2 separate regions of the Mus musculus genome follow, and region 1 is linked to region 2. Evidence: chromatin contacts called from public promoter capture Hi-C data. All regions are on one chromosome and are shown on one strand. Each heading gives the region's core, a stretch centred on a gene start, on an enhancer-like site or on the middle of the called end of the contact. The rest is flanking DNA. Distances are from core to core; before and after follow the strand shown. Region 1 holds the start of Rnf115 (ring finger protein 115). Region 2 holds the start of Cgn (cingulin).

Evidence for each region. Capture Hi-C pulls out chosen DNA fragments and counts their contacts.
Region 1: a promoter capture Hi-C map of pancreatic islet shows a contact between it and region 2. The contact joins the promoter of Rnf115 here to the promoter of Cgn in region 2.

What each region holds. Positions count from the first base shown.
Region 1 is chr3:96,724,008-96,729,194 of GRCm38.p6, reverse strand. Rnf115 (ring finger protein 115) reads right to left here and starts at 1,584. Exons shown (of 9, transcript NM_026406.3): 1 at 1,285-1,584. The coding sequence starts at 1,386. It overlaps Polr3c (polymerase (RNA) III (DNA directed) polypeptide C), which reads left to right and starts at 1,756. Exons shown (of 15, transcript NM_028925.1): 1 at 1,756-1,846; 2 at 3,196-3,361; 3 at 5,143-5,187. The coding sequence starts at 3,215. It overlaps Gm22581 (a small nucleolar RNA gene), which reads left to right and starts at 4,795; the gene lies at 4,795-4,930.
Region 2 is chr3:94,784,024-94,789,115 of GRCm38.p6, reverse strand. Cgn (cingulin) reads left to right here and starts at 2,634. Exons shown (of 21, transcript NM_001037711.3): 1 at 2,634-2,740.

The DNA.
Region 1 (5,187 bases), core at 335-2,834, 1.9 Mb before region 2:
ATATGCTGGGGGAAAAAACTTTCCCAAGTTGAAATATGGCAGACAGCACATCAGCATAAAGCAAAGGCAGCAAATGAAACCAACCCACAGTAGATATAGCTAATTATGACACAGAAACTTAGTCGGCCTTCTCTTAAGAGTGTATTCAAAGCCAGGAATGGCGGTGCACACTTTTAATCCCAACCCTAGGAAGGCAGAAGCAGACAGACCTCTGTGAGCTCTAGGCCAGCCTGATCCGAATAAGCAAGTTCCAGGACAGCCAGGACAACATGGTGAGACTTTGGTGCAAAAAGCAAACAAAAAACAGAAAGACACCATGTATTCAAGATACTGTGATTATAAAATAAATTATGACATAGCCACTCGTTTTAAGAAATGTCGCCACCGAACAAGAAAAAGGCTTATTATAATTGGGGGCGCTGGCACTGGCTAGCATGCTGCAGAAACCTTTTCTTAAAGCATAGCCCTACCTCTCTATTGGCTGACAGCCTGGCAGAGCCAATTTTATATCAGAGAAAGCAGTCCCAACATTCTGTTCTTTTTTTGTTTTCCTGGGCAGAAAAAAAAAAAAAATGGAGGGGGTGGGCTAGGAAAGTGGAGCTAAAGACACTGGCAACGTGATATCCAAAATAAGTTGAGACAGTACGTCCTACCTTCTTCCCAAAGCCATTTCCTTCGATAGCAACAGGGAGCGCAGTCTGCAAGTCATTGGTACACTGCTATTTTCACTTTCACAAGAACCCAAAAACCACTGAAGAACAAAATCTCCCTCTTCCCTGTTACCTTCCAAACCTCCTCTTTCTGTACTTCAACAAAACCTACTAAGAAGTCCTCAGCAATATGCTATTTCGGCTCACTGAGGATGCAGAAGGGGGGAGGATCTGGTTGAGAAGTGGGAAGAAAAATAAAGAGTAGGTGAGCCGCAAAAACGGAAAGAGTACAGGGGATAGGTCATCGCGAAAAGACAAGGAAGGGGACTGAGAGCAAATTGGACGCAGATTTGCCCGAGAATTCACCGAGGAGACAAAAAAAGATGGGGGTGGTATTAAAGAGCGGAAGCGAAATGAGGGGCTGATTGGAGACGCCGCGGAAATGAGGGATAGGCAGGACCCTGGCCCTGATGCCCAGGGTTTGCGACCAGTGCCCGGAGACAGCGGGCAGCAGGTACCGAGAACACCGGTGTCAAGGGAATCACGGGTGTGCGGGCAGCCTAAGACCCGGTTTCCAGCCCTAGGAGCCAAGGACCTACGCGGCGCCGGAGCGCGGGACACACGGGGCTCTTACCGGTAGTTTGGGATTGACCTCGCCCTTACAAAAGTGGCAGAAGAAACGGTGTGCGGCGACAGCGGAGCCCGCGTCCGCCCCCGCCGCCGAGGCCTCCGCCATGTTTCGCCTCCGCCGAGGATGTCCGAAAGGGCGGCCGGCGGTCCCTCCCCAGGCCGCTACCTCCCGTGCTGCGGTCGCCACCGCCGTCGCCGCCTCCTCTGGGCGGCCCGCCGCTCCGAGGCCCGCAAGGGTCACGTGAGTCCGCCCGGCCCCGAGAGGCCCGCCCGCCAGCGGCCACGCGACCCGAGGCCCGCCTCCCGGCACCAAAGGCAGAGGAGAGCCCGCCCGCCGGCACCTCAGACAGCCCCTGGCCGGTCCTCCAGCCTCCCAACGAGAGGAGAGAAAGAGCGTCCCCGGAAACCACCGACACTGTCGGCTAGAGCGGCCCGTGCTCTGACCCTTCCGCGTCCGCCTGGATGGTGCTCTACTTCTAAGAAGGGGCGATGGGAAGCTCATGAGCTGAGGCTGCTGGCCTCGGGAGGACAACATTTGGAGCTTCTAAATTAGCCCCGACCCTGAGGTTAGTGAAAACGCTGCCGGAATGAGGAGGCCCTGACTCAGGGCCAAGAAACAAAGTCCGGAACAGAAACTTGCATGAAGGGAGAGGAGCCAGGAAATGCATTCAAGGATGGCAACTGGTCTAAGGATGTTTCTCCAAAGACGTGTGTGTGGCTAAGTGAAATAGTCTTCTCTGCGACACTGTGGCAAGAGGGACAAAAATTTAGGTTCGAGAGAGTTGGAGCTTGTGATAGGGAGGTAATTTCAAAATCAACTACACCCATTCCTGCTTGTGTCTCATGATGTAAAAATTTAATATGGTTCTCAATGGAACATAACTTCATCTCCTAATTGAAATACCCTAAGAAGCTCTTTTTTTACTTTATCTATCTAAGTCGTGGTTTATGGCTTGGGAATAAGTTGTACCCCACTGGGTCATGAGCCTTAGGTCTTTGTATCTGTGACAGAAAGTTATTCGCACTTTCCCTCCCCCTTTGCTTTTAAAGGTCTCACTCTGGACCAGATTTGCTTGGTATTTATTATGTAGCCCAGGCTGGCCTTCAGTTTATGACAGTCTTCTAGCTTTAGTGCTGGAAATACAGATGTTAGCCACCATACCGAGATGAATCCAGTCTTTAAAGATTATTGGAACCACAAACCACATATATTCCCATTAAAATAAATGGCATATATAGGGGAGGATGGCTTGCCTTTTTTTTTTTTTTTTTTTTAATTTTAATAGGATCTCATGTAGCCAACCTGGTTTTGAACTCAATATGTAACCATGAGCTCCTGACCCTCATACTTCCACCTCCTAAGTGCTGAAATTGTAGGCTTGCACCACCATACCTGGCTTTAGAAAACAAATTTGATGTCTAGTTTTCTAGTTCTTTGTTTTGGTGGGTGGTGGGTGTATTACCCACCAGAGTCTTGCTGTATAACACAGGCTGGCTTTGAACTCACTTTGTGCCCAGGTTGACCTGGAACTATTGATTCTTTGACTTTGGTCTCCTGTGTGCAAGAATTACAGGCAGTGTACACCATCATATCTGACCATTGCAATTACTAAATGACAACACATTAGGAATATTTTATGGTAGTTATATTGTATGAAGTCATTTTAAATGTTGGCATAGTATACTCTCTTAAGGTTATACTATAATTTATTGATAGATGCTAGATTATTTATGTCAATGCCAGTATTGTGAAGAGAACTCATGGCATGGTTTTTACTACATCCTTGGAACAAAGGATCTCAACTTATAAATATTAAGGCAAATATATGCCTTAATATATAGAGGGTTTGATTTATATTGTCAAGTTGCCCTCTAGAAAAAAAATATGTGAATTTATATTGTTGTTCTTTCCTAGTTCTGAGGCTCTAAGAACGATGACTCAAGCAGAGATTAAACTGTGTTCTTTGTTGCTGCAAGAGCATTTTGGTGAGATTGTAGAAAAAATTGGAGTCCACCTAGTCAGAACTGGAAGCCAGCCACTTAGAGTAATTGCCCACGACACAAAAGCATCCCTGGACCAGGTATGTTTAGATAAGAGAGTCTGTTCCTCTTCAACTTCTTCAATCATTTCCTTCAAGTACCTTTGGACAGGAGAACTCCTTCCCCTAGAAAGTATGAACAGAGACCGTCTGCCCTGTGGTCAGTACCACAGTGGGTGGGGTGGGGTGTGGTATTGTACTTAGGCCCCGTGTACTGCCGCTTGTGGTGTTCCTAGCTCATCTTGGCTGTTCCCATGCCACACTCATTTATTCACAGTAAGTCTACTGGTGGGGTATGGCCTTTAAGGAATACAGTGATAGAACAAAGTAAGCTGGGCTGCCCATCCTGGCCCAGAATGTAGCTCAGTTGGTAGAGTGACTACATTGTAGTGACAGTTTGAGGATTTTGGTTTCTTTAAAAATACAAAAATAGAGCCGGGCGTGGTGGCGCACGCCTTTAATCCCAGCACTCGGGAGGCAGAGGCAGGTGGATTTCCGAGTTCGAGGCCAGCCTGGTCTACAGAGTGAGTTCCAGGACAGCCAGGGCTGCACAGAGAAACCCTGTCTCAAAAAAACAAACAAACAAAAAATACAAAAATATTATAAGAATATTTTTTCATTTTAATCCCAAGTATGCAGATATGGGGCTGCTTCAGACTGTCTATGATTTGCCTCATGTTCTAGCAGAGGCATGGTTCTGCCAGCTATAGATAGTTCCTGTGATTGTGCAGTGTCTGGGATTCTGGGAACTTTTCAGAGTGTGTATAAATGCCAGCCCCAATATGTGGAGTCGGGGGGTTGGTGGTCATTTAGGGAAGTTGTGATTTACTAGTAGTGTTGGTCAAAGAAGAAACGAAAGAAATTAAATTCAGGGATTTTCCTAATTCCTCCTTGTTTCTCTCTTATGAAGTGTTAGAGGGTGAAACCCGGGTGGGGATGGGAGTGGGAAGGGAGTATCAAGGGTGGGAAAAAGAAGAACCCACAAAGTAGCAAAGACCATTCACACTGCATAGCAGCTAAAATGTCCTGCTTTGATCTCCAACACTGTATAGAACTGGGTGTGTTTATGTTTATGATCCCACGACTTGAAAGGAGGGGCTGGGAAGTTCAAGGTCACCCTCAGATACACAACAAGTGTAAGGCTTCCCTGGGCTCCAGGAGAACCACATTCAAAACAGAAAACTAGAAGAAAGATAAAGATCAGACAAAATAAGCCGGGCGTGGTGGCACACAGGCCTTTAATCCCAGCACTTGGGAGGTAGAAGCAGGCGGATTTCTGAGTTCGAGGCCAGCTTGGTCTACAGAGTGAGTTCCAGGACAGCCAGGGCTACACAGAGAAACCCTGTCTCGAAAAACCAAAAAAAAAAAAAAAAAAAAAAAAATCAGACATAATAGGAACATCACAGCAAAGAATTCTCTTGATTTCCTGCACTGACATTGGCTACACTAACCCACAGAGGAAGTAAGATTCTATATGCAGTCAAGTCAAATTCAGTCCCTGCCCTGTCATGGTGGGAACTGGCCTAGATGGCTGCCACAACAAGTTCTGCTGCTCATGGGCCCCGGGTCTCCTGTCCTGGAACCTGGGGATAAGTTTGGCTGCAGACACTATACTCTAAACATAGGGGTTCTCAGGACAGACAAAAGGCAAGTCCTGTTTCAACTCAGGCCCAGTTGCTTTAAAAAATAAAACTAGAAAGAGATTCACTAGACTCTGCTGGTGATCTGTTGCTTACTAGGCTCTGGGAGGTGTGCCGTGTTGCCAGCAGTAGGGAGCTATATAGCGTCAGGTCTCTCCTGTCTTTCTTTTGGGTCCTATCTAGGTGAAAAAAGCCCTTTGTGTCCTCATTCACCACAACCTGGTCCTC
Region 2 (5,092 bases), core at 1,385-3,884:
CTAGGCCCTTAGACATGACAGGCAATACTTTTCTACTGAGCCAAATCCTCAGCACAGGCTAGGCTAGCACTCTTCTGAACCACAGACCATTAACATTACCTGTTTTCCTTTCTTCCTTCCTTTCTTCCTCTTTCTTTCTTTCTTCCTTTCTTTCTTTCTTTCTTTCTTTCTTTCTTTCTTTCTTTCTTTCTTTCTTTCTTTCTTTCTTTCTTTCTTTCTTTCCTTTTCTTTTTATCTGCACAGTTAGAGAAACCTCTCTATGGGCTGGAGAGATGGCTCAGTGGTTAAGAGCAGTGACTGCTCTTCCAGAGGTCCTGAGTTCAATTCCCAGCAACCACATGGTGGCTTACAACAGTCTGAAATGGGATCTGATGCCCTCTTCTGGTGTGTCAGTTACACTGTACTCATATTAATAAAATAAATAAATCTTTTAAAACCAACCAACCAAAACCAGAAATCTCTCTAGTATGACCTGTAGAAAAGACCCCTATGGGTATATAACCTAACCTGTTTTCTAAAAGTTCACATCAGGTTATACCTTTTGGTTGAAAAGAAATCTTCTACTAAGCAAATCATTTGTGACTTTCCACTGGCCTCTATCATACCCCTCCTCACCCCCAGCTACAGATCATTTCAACAGCTCCACGTTTTTTGAGATTATTTTCAGCCTCGAAGAGAATCAATCACATTTCTCTGTGGCAGGTCCAGCAATCAGGTGTCTAAAGTTATCTGACTCAATTTCTTCAACACCCTCTTCTTTCACAACTACTCTTTCAGAAAAGGGGTGGGGTGGGGGGTTGGGTCTTTTAGTGTCTCTCCATGACACCTTCCCCCATGGTGTAGCTCTGGTTGGCTTGGAATTTGATTTGAAGACCAGGCTAGCCCCAAACTCTCTGCTAGATCAAAGGTGTGCACCAGGATAGATTTTCTTTTGAAATCTGGGGGGGGGGGAGGGGAAGCTTCCCCCCTCTTCTTCATCTGAGCTTAAAGCTCTCTGAGTTCATCCCCCAAGGAAGAAAAGTTGATGGTGGATGACTCAGGCTCCCATTTCTCCCCACCCGTGCTTTAATGTTGGATAACTACTCTATTTCTATCTTCTATAAATACACTAAATACAGTCTAAGGGGTACCCAGGAGAATTCAATTACCTTCACTTTACTAGTATTGGGGCCAATTCATCAGTCTGTCCGTTTGATTGTTTAGTTGTTTATTTTTAAGATCTCTTTTCCAGACCACTCTTTGGTGTAAAAGTAACCTGACCCAGAAGGGACACCACCTCTGCAATAGGTCGCCCAAACCGCACATATTTCCTCTCTCTCTCTCTCTCTCTCTCTCTCTCTCTCTCTCTCTCTCTCTCTCTCTCTCTCGCTCTCTCTCCCCCTCTCTCTCCCTCTCTCTCCCTCCCTCCTTGTTCCTCCTTAAGGGCTGTATCCCTCATAGAAGGCTTCTCATGGAATGCGGAGACCTAGCAACCCAGCTACAGAACAGGTAGGTGGACTTTCCCCTCCAGGGTCCACGCCCAGCATCTGAAGGCTGGGGGAGGGGAAGGGAATGATCTCCAGCTAACGCCACAGAAATGCTGGCTGTAGGGAAGATTCCTCTTCAAATCTAAATATATTACAATAAATATTTACTGAACAAATAAAGGAGAGAACTATTCAGAGGCCAGCAAGGTAAGCTAAGCCAATCTTCTTTTAACATACCTCAGCGATTGACACTAGGAGCCAGCTTTAATGTTACCTGCCTCAGTCTGCACGCAAAGCACCCCAGAGTCTTTTCGGTGTAGTGGGACCAAAAGCCCTACTTGACAGGCTTTCAGAAAAGATGGATTTACAATCTGTAGTTGAGCTCCTTTCTGCTTATAAAGCTTATTCTGATGCGTGTAAATTTACAGCACTCGGTTCCCAAGTCATTCATTCTACACATTTTATTAAGAGCCAACTATGTGCTGACCTCTGTTATAGGCGTTTGAGATGAAGCGTACAAAACAAAAGAAAATGAAGATCTCGGCTCTGGCCGAGATTTTCATAGGGAGATAAAATGAAAATGATTTTTAGGGTGATGTAAATTGGGTGATTACATCTTCCAAAGAAAAAGGGTGCAAAATGATTATGGAGGCCAGGAGCCCGAGGATGAGAATCCACGACTGAGATTTTGGTTCGGATTGCCGATAAGGCAGGCGAGCAGAGATGCAGAACGCGCTGACATCGGGAGACTACGAAGAAATTTTCTGCGGAAAGCGACAGAACTGTATTCTGGCTTATGCGGAGGCAGATGAAGGGCAGAAAGGGCTGTGAACCGAGATTTGCTTTGAGAAGAGCACGAGGAAGGCACTTCCCACAGAACCCAGGGGATGCTCTGGCGCTAAGCTACGCGGGTCCGCAGAGCCCCGACGCCCCCAAAATGGCCTCTTAGGTCCCCCGGTGCCCCGCCCTCGCCCCACCAGTCCACGTGACCCCACCGCCCCTCCCGTCCACCGGGCTGGGGACCCCGGTTCTGGGTTCCCGCGGTGTCTGCTCCGCCCCTTGCGGGAAACTGACCAATAGAAGAAGGGGTGAGGCGGGGCGGGAGGTGACGGCCAATGGGGCGGAGCTCCTGGGGAGTAACAGGTTGGTGGGCGGGGGAAAGGAGGGAGCTCAGAGCTCGGAGGGGCTGGGCTGCAGCAGCGCGTGTAGCTCGGCTGGTCGGAGCGCGATCCCCTGCGGGGTGTGTGAATCCGGGAGCACTGATCTGGACCGGGGTGAGTGAATCTGTCTGGAGCGAGGACACCTGCGATGCGAGTGGGTCCTCAGGAGTATGCTCGAGGGCCGGAGTAGAGGCATCAAATGCCCTCCTCCTGGGCACAGGTGCTGAGTTTAGCAGGAAGGGCGGTCAGAGTGCGGTGGCAGAGCTAAGAGCTAACCCCTACTCCACGGTGTCAGAAGCGAGTGGCTGGGAAGGTGCCAGGTGTGAGGCACCTGAGGGTTAGGTTATTCCCAGGGCATGCATGCATTTCAGCGCTACAATCTCTGGAGGTCAGGCGCCAGCCCTTGGGGCAGAATTTCTCTTGGAGACCAGCATGGGGGCGGGGGAGGGTTCATCCTATTGGAGCAAATGGAAGTGCCGCCAGAGGTTCAGAGACTGAAGTGGTGATATCCGCATGTGCTGGTTTTGGGGGTAACTACCCCCTCCCCGCCCCCGTCAGTCCTTACTGGTCTCTGACACTCTCCTTCTGGCTTTGGAAATGCTGAGGTGTGGGGTCATTCCCTGACCATTTGCCTACAGGTGAAAGCAGTTGCCAGTAAGACACTAAGGTCAGAATACGAGGGCACCCATCTCTTTCCTAGGTGTGAGATTATTTAAGGCTGTTTCTTTCTTTGCTTTCATGCCAGGGAAATTTTTTCCTTCTTCCTCTAGAAAGAACTGTGTGTATTCTACAAGAGAGGGGAATGGGAATGGAGAAGCATAAATCCCTCGACCCACATACTAGCTGAAAATGTTTGCTTTCTCGGGGATGTGAAACGAGGATTGATACTGGGTTTCATATGGCCCATGCTGGCCTTGAATTTGCCATAGCCCATGCTGGACTTGAACTTGCTGTACAGCTGAGGCTGACCTTGAACTGGTGGGCTGCCTTCCGCTCCCAGTGCCTGGATTACAGGTTCATATCACCACACCCACCTAGAAATAGTCTTCTTTCTTGAGGCTGATGTAAAAATTTTTCCTTCCAGCAAATACATATTTCCTTCTTTTTTTCTGTTACAAAGTAGTCTCTTTGTATATTTTTTAAAAAGATTTATTTATTTATTTATTTTATGTATATGAGTATACTGTAGCTGTACAGAAGGTTGTGAGCCACCATGTGGTTGCTGGGATTTGAACTCAGGACCTTTGGAAGAACAGTCTTAACCGCTGAGCCATCTCTCCAGCCCTATATTTCCTTCTTTTTCTCTAGTTCTAGATTGGGGGACACTGGTGAGATCTGGAAGTGCAGCTAATTTCCTTGACCCTTCCCAGAATCCTCTTGATTCCCTGAAATCCTAGTTGGCATCCTTGATTCACGATCTTTGATAGACTAGAGTACTTACTAGTGGTGCAGAAACATAGGCAGAACTCCCTAGGAGACCAAAAGACTAGGGGACTTACACCTCCACATTCCCAGGCCACAGACGAGGTATACGTTGGGCACCAGACAACTTCTGAGGTGAATTTCCTTGCCGTAGGCAGCGGTGAAGCAGAGTCAACCTTAGCTTGGCCCCTTTGATGCTCTGTCTGAAGACAGTTGCTGTAATTGGGAAATAATTAGCAACCGCTATGTTTGTAGACAAAGCTGCCTACGTGTTCCTTTCATCCTGGGTATTTGGGAGTATGGGTCTTGCTCTGGGGCCTGCCCATTCAGAGATTTGCCTGATTCTAAGAGGATTCTGGCTTCCTGTGGTTCTCAGGCTGGCTTGCCTGCCTTTACCCTTGTGGGAGAAGAGGGGGGTAGAGCTGCTTCTCTTTGTACCAGGGAGGGGAGAACCAAGGACCTGGGAGCTGACAGAGGTAAGTGGAAGACCAGGAATGCCACTTTGGGAACTTGAGAGGGAGTGGTGGAGGGAGACAAAGTTCCTGTCACACTCTGGCTTGTCACCAAGTTCTTTGTGCATCTGTAACTCCTGTCTCCTCCTCCCCACCTCCCGCCACCTCCTCCAGAGGAGCCTCGGCCTTGGCATATAGGCAGGACAGAGCTTCCACTCTTGGTCTTGTTCCTCTGCCTTTGGTGGGAACCTCTCTGGTCTGCTTTGCAAGGTTCCAACGTAGCCTTCCCGGCCCTCCCTTCTCTTTGCCTCTCAAACCAGTCCAGCGAGTTTGTAAGGGCCCAGTTCTTCATTGTGTTTTTTTACCCCCACTGGCCAAGCAGCTCTAGTTTGGCTCTCAGGTTTCTGCTTTTTCAGTGACTATGGTCTAGAGTCCACTTGGGGAGTTCTGTTTGGGCCTAAAGGAGCCTTCTTATCAAATGATAATGTCACTGAGCGTTCCGTTTTTATTTTGATCATTTATTTGCTTTCTTGTTACCACTGAGATTGCTGTTTTGTTTTGTTGTTGTTTGTTTTGCTTTTTTTTTTTTTTC